Regions from separate parts of the Mus musculus genome. Here all the other regions are linked to region 1. The links are chromatin contacts, called in public Hi-C and HiChIP or PLAC-seq maps. All regions are on one chromosome and are shown on one strand. The core of a region is the stretch at or near the end of the contact, and the rest is flanking DNA. Distances in the headings are between cores, read along the strand shown. Region 1 overlaps Gm51985 (a long non-coding RNA gene). Region 2 overlaps Rad51b (RAD51 paralog B). Region 3 overlaps Rad51b (RAD51 paralog B).

Region 1 (3,465 bases), core at 720-3,219:
CCGCCCAGGTACGTAGGACCTCCCACTAGGCCTCTGGTGATGAAGAAAAGAGAGCCTAGGCCTGGTTGCCAGCTATTTACACCCAGATGTGAATTCCCCCTCTGTCCCATTAGACGTATGCACAGGTTTGCAAGTCCTGGTGTGGCTTTGGGTCTCTAAACGCTTGCTCAGTAGAACCAGAGCCCCATCCAGCAGCAGGATACCTCGGCAACAGGATGAACAATGCCTGATACAGCTGGTGTGCGGAGCCACCACGACACTGTTCCACTTGCCAAGGCTGGGTACTGGCATATGCCCAGGGAAGAGGTTAGATCCTGAGGGGTTCTAGGGCAGACATGAGTTTGACCATCCATGGGCTCTAGGATTAGGATGTCAATAGAGGTTTCTAGGAAGTGTCCATGTTGTGGGTGGGGGAATTCTGAAGGGATTTATTTGCTGACGAAAGAGCTAAGAGGCTGCTTTTGTTCCTCTTCAATGGTAGACAAGTATGAAGTAAAGTCAAAAGCCAGGCTGATGGAGGCTCTAGGCATGGCTGCTGTACAGCATGCTTCCCAGAATTCCTTCGGAATCTTATTCCAATATCCATTTCCCACTATCCCTATGTGCGACATCATGCTATTGGGAATCTGACCCATTTTGCAGTGTCTGCCTTCACCAAACAGACTCAAAAGGAGAAGATGATACAGTTCTGTCTCCAAAGCCTGGGCAAGCGAGAATCAGAGTTGTGCTGTGTTTAAATAGGAAGGGGAGGGGGGAGAAGGCCACGAGAAAAATGAGTGTGGTGGTATCATGGGAAAGAGCGAGACAGGAGGGTAGCCTCTTCGGGTGGGGGTTGTCACCTAATGAACACTTCACAGGGCTTGGCCTAGCCATCAGGGAAGGCTCTCTGTGGAAAAGGCATTGAAGATGGATATCCAAAAGATTTTTGTCCCACTTCTGCCCTCATAGTCAGCTTCAAGGTGGAGTGGACAGCCTGGGGCAGCTAGCTCCACACTATAGTATTCTAGAATGTGAGTCTTAAACAAAGGATACAGTAAAACACAGGTCTAACCCCAGCTAAGTACCCAGGTGAGTCAACATTTAGGACTCCAGGAAGAACTGCTTAGACTCTTGTGGGAGCCCAGACGAGAAATTCTGGTCTGCTTGTCAGTCTCGGCAGGTAATGAACAGCTCTCAGCCCGGGGCGTACACAAATCATGAGCCGAGGTCCTGGGATAGGTCACTCTAAGCCCTGCAGGGGAAGTGACTGGGAACATCCAGTCATGCCAGCAGGTGAGAGGGAATTACAGGTGTGATCTGAAGAGTGGTTGGGCTGGTTGCAAGCCTGCAACCTGCCCATGGAAAACTGGTTCCATTTGTAACAACTGTCAACTCCGCCCCCCACCCCCACCCCCCTTGAGCCCAGAGAGGTAGGCTAGCTAGACAGAGTTTGGGGGGAACTGTCAGTCTTGTTGACCTGCAGAAGCCTCCCCAGACTCTGATAGACAGTAGCGAGGCTCCTTATGCTTTATTGGAAGACAGGCATTAGGCCGGGATGGTTACAAACCTTCAGAACCAACATCAGAGTGGACACTCCAATCAGTCCTGCGGTAATCTAGGTGGGATGGACAGCAAAGAATACGAGGCATGGGTAGATGGGAAAGGAGACTTTGAAACACAATGTAACAATGTTGCTTCGATAGTAACATACACTGGGAACATAGACCTATGGAAGTCTCTCTCTCTCTGTGTGTGTGTCTGTCTGTGTGTGTGTGTGTGTGTGTGTGTGTGTAGAAGAGCTAAGAAAAAAAAGTTAAGAAAAAGAAGAAGAAACAACAACAACAGCAGCAAAAAACCTAAACCCAAACCTAGCCTTTTCTATCCCTGTAACCATTAGAAAGAAAATGAAGTCTAAATTGTGTTCAGAGCCGCTGGGACAGAGGAAGAGAGGCAAGAATGGAAAAAACAGGCCGTAAAGATGCCAGGACTCCTTAAGCAGAAACATCTGTTGAAGTCATAAGACTCAGGGCCGGTCAGGCTCCTAACAAACCCAGGAAGAGGAGAGTCTGCACTGGATCAGGATGCCCCTTGTGTCCTGCGCAGGCCCCTGGGACAGCATACGTGCAAGCAGAAGGGATACCTTCTCCAGAGCTCCACCTGGCCTGGCTCCTGGCAAGAGAGGAAAGAAGAGGGAGGAGCCTGGGGCAGCCAGGGGGCAGAGATGGCACGGCAGTTTGGAGTGTGTATTTATTTAAAGCTTTAGCTTACTGGGGCAGCCTGGGGAACCACATGTCTAAACTTCTGCAGCTGAAGGAGGGGGAAGGGAGGAGCTGCTGATCTCAGGAGCTGGGGGCTCTGTTTAATTTTTGCAAATTGTAGCACCTTCTCTTATTTGTGCCTTCAGCTTGAGCCAACTATCTCAGGCTTGCCCATTTTGACAGTTACCAAAATGGCAGGTCCCATCTCTCAACCAGATAATACTCTCTGTGCCACATTCCTGCTAAGTAGCACCTCATTTAACCCTCTGGCAAATGTGCCATTGCTGTTGGGGGGAAATTATATATATATATATGTATCGGTCTTCAGGAAGGTTCTTGTATGAATACTACATTCCAGAAGAAAACTGAGGCCAGACACTGTTAAGGGACTCCCAGGTCTCCCAGTCATACACTCCAAGAACCATCCAAGGAGCTGCCTCTCTGTCCTCCCATGAAATGAATGTGAAAAGCAGCAGCAGCCAAGCACTGCCGAGGGAACAGCTGTGCTCAATCAGCCCAGCATTCATGCAAACCTCGAGAGTCCGTCCCCCCCACCTCCCATCCCCTGTGGCTCATTCATCTATCTCTATGCTCCATATCATCTGCCTAGGTGTACAGATGGAACCACAGCCACAGAGCATGCCACCTCCTCAGGGAAACTACCAAGCCCCCCCACCCTCCCCCCAGCTCCACATACACACCACTGTCATGGCAACAACATCCTGCTGTCTCTCAAGGAAACACAGGTAGTGAACGAGATGAAAACCAGACCCCACTTTACTTGCTTGTGGGAAGTGGGGAAGGTTCTGGAAGACTCCATTGGGAAGGCTAGATTTGATTTCTCTTCTAGGAGCTTCCCCTTCAGGCTGGCCAGGCCTGGAACTTTCATCGACATAGCTATGTTGTCTACATTAGACAGCTCCCTGGGACCCATATTTCACATTGAGATGAAAGTATACATGGGTACAGTTGGAAACAGGGTTCATGACTAGGGGGCTAATAATACTCACAGACAGCACACAAATGTGACAGCTAGAGGAAAAGCTGAAACCCCAACATCAGGGTAGGAAAGGCTACTACTATTAATGGTCCTTGAACAATTCTGGGATGCTATCATTCATGAGGTTGGGGCCTGCCGGTGTGGGTCCCCTGCCTCCATCAACCCCACGGGGTAGGTAGTATCACACCTACCCTAAAGAGAGGGAGCTGCAGGCAGAGGGCTCACTTC
Region 2 (3,465 bases), core at 678-3,177, 370 kb after region 1:
TGGTTCATGAAATGAACTTGGATGACCATGCCAAGCATGAGAAAGAAAGAAAGAAAGAAAGAAAGAAAGAAAGAAAGAAAGAAAGAAAGAAAGAAAGAAAGAATCCAAAACAATACCACAATGAATTATACAGAGCAAAGGCATCTATGATTTTGAGAATGCTTTGTCTTAGTCTTATAAGTATACGGTAACTCATGATCAGCAGCAGTGCACATCCAAACGCAGTTTTTATCGTGGCTCACAGTGACCAGGTTTGAAACTTACTCTAAGAGGGAAGCAAATAAGCAGGAATTGGGAGGCCAGTTAGAAGGTGTTGAAAATAGAGTCAGCACATCCTGGAGGGAGGCATGTGAAGAAACCTGATGATTTCATCAGAGCTGAATGAGAAGGGATCCCTCTGATGACTCATGCATGGCTAGATTTCCATCAATCATTAATTTGAAAAATGAATGAGTGGGCAAAGGAACAAACCAGTAATGATGAGGACACGGTAACTCTAGCTAAAATTAGAGGTTTCTTCAAAATTAACTACAGAAAACACACACACATACACACACACACACACACACACACACACACACACACACGCACACACACACAATCTTAACAAGTTAAAATTGTAGGCTCTCGCTTTACCCTTTAGTTGTTCCAGCTTTGTCCAGGACCCCAACCTTATACCCACAGGGCACATGGGATATAAGCCTGCCAAAAATAATTATGTGCTGAATAAACTAATAAGTGGGGCAAATTAAAATGAAAACATACTGAGACTGAGAGGGAAATGAAGTGTTCTATATTTTTTAAATTAAGGAAAGTAATCAAGTTAGAATAGTCCTTTTTCCTTTGAAGTTATAACCAAAAGTCACATTTTACAAAGCTGAAAAAGGGCATCGTCTCTATTACAGTCTCACGACCAAGCATTGTGCCTCCTTTGCTATGAAGCACTGGTGCACCACAATCCTCTTTGTCACACTGTTGGCTCCCATTCGCTCGCTTCTTACAGTTTTGCAAGAGACTCAAAGTCATAAGTTTGCGATTGTAAACACTTTCCTTGGTAAAGGGCACATACAGTCTTGCTTAAGAGAAAAGATATGATATGTGGAGGATATCCAAGAAACTTAAAGCTACGACGTAACTGCAGAGACCATGGTAATCTATTCCTTACTTTCTGGTCTGTAGTTTGTCTGGGGCTCTTTGATTACACCTGACTTACATCATTCTGTTGCTGATCCTAATCTATATCAGTCACCTATTCAATGTTCACTCCCTCAAGGGCAGTAACCATGTCTTCTCCTATTACTGTAATGTCCATAATGCTGAACAGTCCTCAACACGGTGGATACTGTATACTTCTTAACCAATCTAACAGGAAGATGCAAACAGAGATGCCCTAATTTCAAGGACTAACAATAACATTAGACTGCTCTCTTCATCAAGCCATGACAATCCTGAACATATTTTCTCCCTTGTTATCTTTGTCTTCCATTACAGAAGTGTAAGTGCCTCTTTCCAAACTGAAAAACATTTTCCATTGTAAGTTATACTCACAGCTGGGATCCTGAAATGTTCCCCCAGCAAAGATTTCTATCTGTGCTGCAAAGGGAGAAAGTGCAATGCATGAGCTTAATTCTTTAAACAAATCCAGAAACTCTGGTCCTTGGGCCTAGACAGCCCTCTTAGCTGGCTTGTTTGTTTAATGCCCCATTGCTACTTACCCTTGAGCTCCTGCTGGTAAGCAGTCAAGTGAGTGTGATCAGACTGGGACAGACTAGTGCTGGCGCGGTGGGTATGATCTCTATTATTCTAACAGCTAACATGCCATCCTACACAAAAAGAGCATTGAAAAAGGTAGATACCATGGAGAGGAAGCAGAGGTTAAGAAGCAGCCTAAACAAATACGTTACTCAGAACAGCTCATTTCCCAGCACTCTTGCTTCATCTTGGCTTGGTTAAACAGACTGCAGGCAAAGGGTAAGCATATCACCTTTTACTGTGGTTGATTGTCCATTTTAACTTTTAGATATTGTAGAAAAGTCAGGTTGCTGTGTCATACAGCCGTCACTGAACACTTGTGGTAATACTTCTGAAAGAAATAGTAACTACTTTTAAGAGAATTCCAAGTTCACTGTCAGTCTCTTAGCTTTTCCTCAGAGCACTTCTGAGAAACCAAATACGAATGTTTCTCATCTATTGATGAAGAAACAAGAGAAATATGCAGTTTTGCGCCAAGCAAACCATTTGGATGCTGCTTAGAAAATATGGCCTTGGTCCTCTGTATGGATGCCCCTTGTTGCTGAGGAAACTGGAACAACAACAACAACAAAAACAGATTAAAATATAAGGTAGTATGGAGTACTTCCTGAATAGGTCAAATAAAGCAGTGCACAGAACAGCACTGACACCCAAGTGCAAGGCCAAGGGAAATGTAAGAATGGAAGAAGCGCAGGAATGCTGTCCTGAAGGAGATGAGGGAAGAACGGAAGGCTGAGGGAACAGCATTATATAACCAGGCAAGACAGGCAGAAGCACGTCATGTTCAGGTGACCCAATGGAGCCTGTGTGGATGGAACTGAGATTACTGAGTGAAAGCCCACATGAATGAAAACCACAACAGAGTTAACCCCAAGCCAGGCAGTGGGAACACAAGCCTGTAATCCCAGCATGAGAAAGGCAGAAGCAGGAAGGTCACAGTGAGTTCAAGGCCAGCCTGGTCTACAAAGCTAGTTCCAGGAAAGCTAGGGCTACACAAAGAAACCCTGTTTCAAAAACCCAAAACCAAAATAGTAATAATAATAATAACAACAATAAAAAGGTAACCTTAAAGTTTAGAAAAATTCTGAGTGACTAAAAAAAAGGAACTGAACATGATTTTTGTTATGAAGCTGAAAATATATAAATGTGAAAATATAAGCTGCCCCTAAGTTATCTGAGTAAAAGCTCTCCTCTGATATTCATTCACAAAATGTTCCGATCTAAACTTCTGATTATAGCCTCTTTGATCAAAGACAAATCTTTTATTTTTAATTCTTACAAAACTATATATCTATAAAACAGAGATCAGGGAGAGAGACATAGCCTTACAGATTGGTCACTCAATTACAGCACAGAAAATGTTACTTTCAGAGACAATGACAGAGGAAGAAGTGTCCAAAAAGATACCATGAAAGGCTCCACGTGAGCACTGATTCTTGCTGGGTCCTCCTGGTTAAGGTTAATAAATAAAAGGACACAGCAGCTGACACTTATGATTAACCATGGCATAGTATTTCAAGCTATGAACAACGGGAGAGTTTCGGGAACCAGCAGAACTCATACATTCATTCAACATATGACCTTGGCTTGTCTGGCCTGTAGGTGACCCGAATTGAAGAGAAATGTCTGGCTTAAAATTTAACTGGGTGTCTGAAATCCTATGTCACATGGCTGGAAGTCAGTAATGTTGCAATTTCTGGAACCTCCACTTCT
Region 3 (3,465 bases), core at 625-3,124, 280 kb after region 1:
AGTCAATTAAATATTTCTTAATTCTTTAAGATTTTTATATGATTCTAACACACCCCTCCCTGACCCACCCCCACTTCTCAACCCCTCCAAGTTTGTGTCCTCTTTTTAACGTTTTTTTAAAAAAATAACTGACTCCAATTTGTGCTGGCTGTATATGCCTGGGTATGGGGCCATCCACTGGAGCAAGGGGACATCTAGTGACAACCCTCTTAAAGAAAAAATGACTCTCTTTCTTCCATATCAGTTGTCCATAGCGCTCGGGTAGGGGTAGGGGCTTGTGAATCCCCCTCTCTCTGTGCTACAGTGCTGACTGGCATGACACTTATAAATCTTGCACAGGCAACTACAGCTGCTGAGAGCTTGTAAGCACAGCCATCCTTGAATGTTCAGAAGACACTACTTCATTTTCGTCTTCCCTGACCTCTGATTCTTACAAACCTTCTGTGTCCCCTCCTTCAGTGATCTGTAAACCCTGAGGAGGGAGTGTGATATAGACAGACACCTCATTTGTGGGTGAGCACCCCTGACACTTACTCTCCACACTTTGACCAGCTGTGAGTTTCTGTATTAACCACCACCATCCAGTGTTTAGGGAAACTTTTTCTAAGGAGTCTCAGGGTGGCACTAACCTACAGGGAGGGAGATGTGAGTTTAGAGTGCAGTTAGTGTCCATTTAGTGAATGAATAGGAGTAAGCTCAACCATGGGGCCTGTGAGCACCCCATCATGGGTTCTTAGCCAAATTTACCTGGTATGTGTTTCCTTCTGTGGACCGGGCTTTAAATCCAATCAGAAATTTGGGTCATCCTATAACATTCATCCCGCAATCATGGGCATATCTGACCATGAGGGTGACTGTTTGCAGTTCCCAGGATTCCCAGGGTCATATCTAGGTAACTCGGTTGATGACTTTTTTTTACCTCAGTGGCCTGCATAGCCCCTTACAGTACTATGAAAGCTACCCAGCAAAGTAAGCTTCCTGGTCAGTACTAACTTGATTTTTCCACATCTTATGAACAATGCCTTAACCAACAGGGTCTTACCATCAAGTTCTAGTAGGCAACTAGGAACAATGACAATAACTTGTGTTGTTTGGAGTCTCTAGGATACCTCTGATCAACAACTTGAGGTGAGGGAATCCCATATCTTGCACTGGGATTTTTGTTTGTCTTCTGGGATGAGCATAATCCTCTGTAACATGAACTTCAATCTCTCTCTCTCTCTCTCTCTCTCTCTCTCTCTCTCTCTCTCTCTCTCTCTCTGTCTCTCTCTCTCTCTCTCCCCCCCCAACACAAAGCTTATAAAATAGTAGGTTTCCACATGGTGTGTTCAAACAAGTTAGACTAAAAAAAAAAAGACATCATGAATATGAGAAATGCTATCATTCATTCTGTGTGTGGGCATGTTAGAGACAGATTTTATCATCTATTTTCCACTGAGTGAAGCAGTCACCTGCTTGAGTTCAATAGCCCAGATAACAGGAGGAGCATGCAGGTTTTCTTGATTCTCTTCCTTCCTAAAGTAACAGTAGGAAGAGGAGAGAGGGTCTCTGAGCCCAGGTCTATTTAGCAGGTGACTTCTTTATGCCTTGAAGTGCTGGCTTAGAGAATTCAATCTATTAGTCATGAACTATGGGATCTCATGTCCAGACATGTACTATAAAACTGTCCCAAGTCACTGGATAACAAGCCACCAGTCATACTAATAAATAACTCTGAGCTACATGGGCAAACAGCTACAGTTTCTGGAAAGACAAGCATGAAAAAGAGTCTACATAAATTGTGTCAAGTTTTCTGATACATTGGACTGGTCATTTCTGAAACTAAACTCTTCATGGAACTATTTGCAACAGAGTTCAAAGGGTAGACAGGAAAGAGAAACCATCACATGACGTCAGGCATCTCAAGGAGTTCTTTGCCCAGAACACCACTGTCTCCTGTGCCCACCCTCTGGCAGAAAATGAGCATAGCCTGCTCCACAGAATCAGTGAAGTTTCAAAATCGCCTTAACTAGCCAGGAGGGCTAGGCGCTGTGATTGTAAATAGGCAGCCCACTGAAGAACAGGGCCAGTGGGAGAGACAGCTTGACCAGAATTCCAGTATCAACTCTACTCACTGCCAGCCAGGTATAAGCACAGTGATGAGTCACTGCCTTTCCTGGGCTCCAAAGGCATAATCATTCTTTTTGTACTGAGAATAGTCTATCTGCTCCAGGAACATTTTTTAAAATATTACTTTTTGTACCTTAAAGCATCCTAATTGCAGAGATGACAGTGACTTGGTCTTTTTATCCAAACAAAGCCTTGGGTGAGTCAGACAGTCTGAATTTTGATCCCAGATCTGTTAAAGCTTGTAGAATGCCTTGCTCTTAAGGAGACAGAGGCCGGAACTTTCCTGTGAGAAATTGTTCAGGTTCATTGAGCCCTTTCATCGCCAAGGCTTGAGAAATGTCCTGGAGTGATTTTTCAGCATGCTCTACTCTTGCTTCCCGACCATGACAGTGTCTGGCCAACCCTCCTGCTCCCAGAGAGCCCCTGGGCGAGGCAAACAGAAAAAAGAGAGCAAGCAAAGGAAAGAGTTCTCTCTCTCTCTCTCTCTCTCTCTCTCTCTCTCTCTCTCTCTCTCTCTCCCCCTCCCTCCCTCCCCCCACCCCGTGTGTGTGTGTGTGTGTGTGTGTGTGTGTGTGTGTGTGTAGAGAAATGGATTAAAAACAGGGTAGGCTCACCATCAGGTCCAAAGGGCTGTGCTCCCAGGCATGGGCCCCCATTCCTCCCACTGTCTTCCTACCCGCTTCCATCTTTGGAAAGAGATATCCAGCATTTGTTGTGAGGGAAAGTCAGACTAAATATTCTGGAATTTGAGTATCACGAAAACAAATCTGGTTTTACTATTCACTGGTTTAGTTTTGCCAAGCTCTGGAAAATTATAAATCATTCCATGATGAAAAGAGAGAGAGAGAGAGAGAGAGAGAGAGAAATAGAGAGAGATCATGTCCCTCTTCAGCTCAGAGAATATCAACTATCAGCTCTACAATAAAGAACCGATAAGGCTTTGGGATGCCAGTCTGCTATTTCCATTGTGAGGGACTGAATGTAGGACAATGGCTATCTGGGAAAATGTGAACGTTGTCAAGGCTTTTCTTTTTTTTAAATATTTGTCATAAAACACCAAGCTCCAATTTGACCAGAAGAAAACACGCCTGTGGGATTCCAGCAGCCTGCCTATATTTCGTTTTGGCTCTGGCACGAATCTGCTGAGCAATTCTGGGAAGTGTGCCTAACCCCTCTGTTCTTTAGAGTGTTGAGTCCACAAAAGCTATGGCGAGAATTAATATATTCTGATGGCTATTAGTAGAAGGGGCTATGAAGGAAAAATGTTAACATGTCTCAGTTTGCCTTAGTTCTGCTGTTGTACACAAAACTCCAGGACTGTCATTGACTTTCATTAGCCTCAACCTTAAGGAAGCT

Evidence for each region. HiChIP or PLAC-seq counts read pairs in DNA pulled down with a chosen protein or histone mark. A called contact is a pair of places that touch in the nucleus more often than the background predicts.
Region 2: a CTCF HiChIP or PLAC-seq map of the NIH/3T3 cell line shows a contact between it and region 1, with 5 read pairs. The contact joins two enhancer-like sites.
Region 3: a Hi-C map of embryonic fibroblasts shows a contact between it and region 1, with 4 times the contacts expected there. The contact joins two enhancer-like sites. A contact is called at or near these places in 4 of 484 Hi-C or Micro-C datasets (the N1E-115 cell line, bone marrow-derived dendritic cells, bone marrow-derived macrophages and 1 more) and 4 of 115 datasets of contacts at active chromatin or transcription factors (bone marrow-derived dendritic cells, embryonic basal ganglia, embryonic stem cells and 1 more).

The regions. Positions count from the first base shown.
Region 1 is chr12:79,927,780-79,931,244 of GRCm38.p6, reverse strand. The region is part of intron 1 of Gm51985 (a long non-coding RNA gene); the gene reads right to left. 9430078K24Rik (RIKEN cDNA 9430078K24 gene) reads left to right here. Exons shown (of 4, transcript NR_131074.1): 2 at 1-8. Among named protein-coding and RNA genes, the nearest start is that of 9430078K24Rik, 6.8 kb to the left of the region's middle. Within about 2 kb of position 1,969, at least 87 of the 459 cell types and tissues checked have an H3K27ac peak or open chromatin away from gene starts, as enhancers often do. A contact at or near this core is called in the NIH/3T3 cell line and embryonic fibroblasts, where this site is marked.
Region 2 is chr12:79,558,058-79,561,522 of GRCm38.p6, reverse strand. The region is part of intron 7 of Rad51b (RAD51 paralog B); the gene reads right to left. Among named protein-coding and RNA genes, the nearest start is that of Gm36048, 240 kb to the left of the region's middle. Within about 2 kb of position 1,927, at least 49 of the 459 cell types and tissues checked have an H3K27ac peak or open chromatin away from gene starts, as enhancers often do. A contact at or near this core is called in the NIH/3T3 cell line, where this site is marked.
Region 3 is chr12:79,647,955-79,651,419 of GRCm38.p6, reverse strand. The region is part of intron 7 of Rad51b (RAD51 paralog B); the gene reads right to left. Among named protein-coding and RNA genes, the nearest start is that of Gm36048, 150 kb to the left of the region's middle. Within about 2 kb of position 1,874, at least 43 of the 459 cell types and tissues checked have an H3K27ac peak or open chromatin away from gene starts, as enhancers often do. A contact at or near this core is called in embryonic fibroblasts, where this site is marked.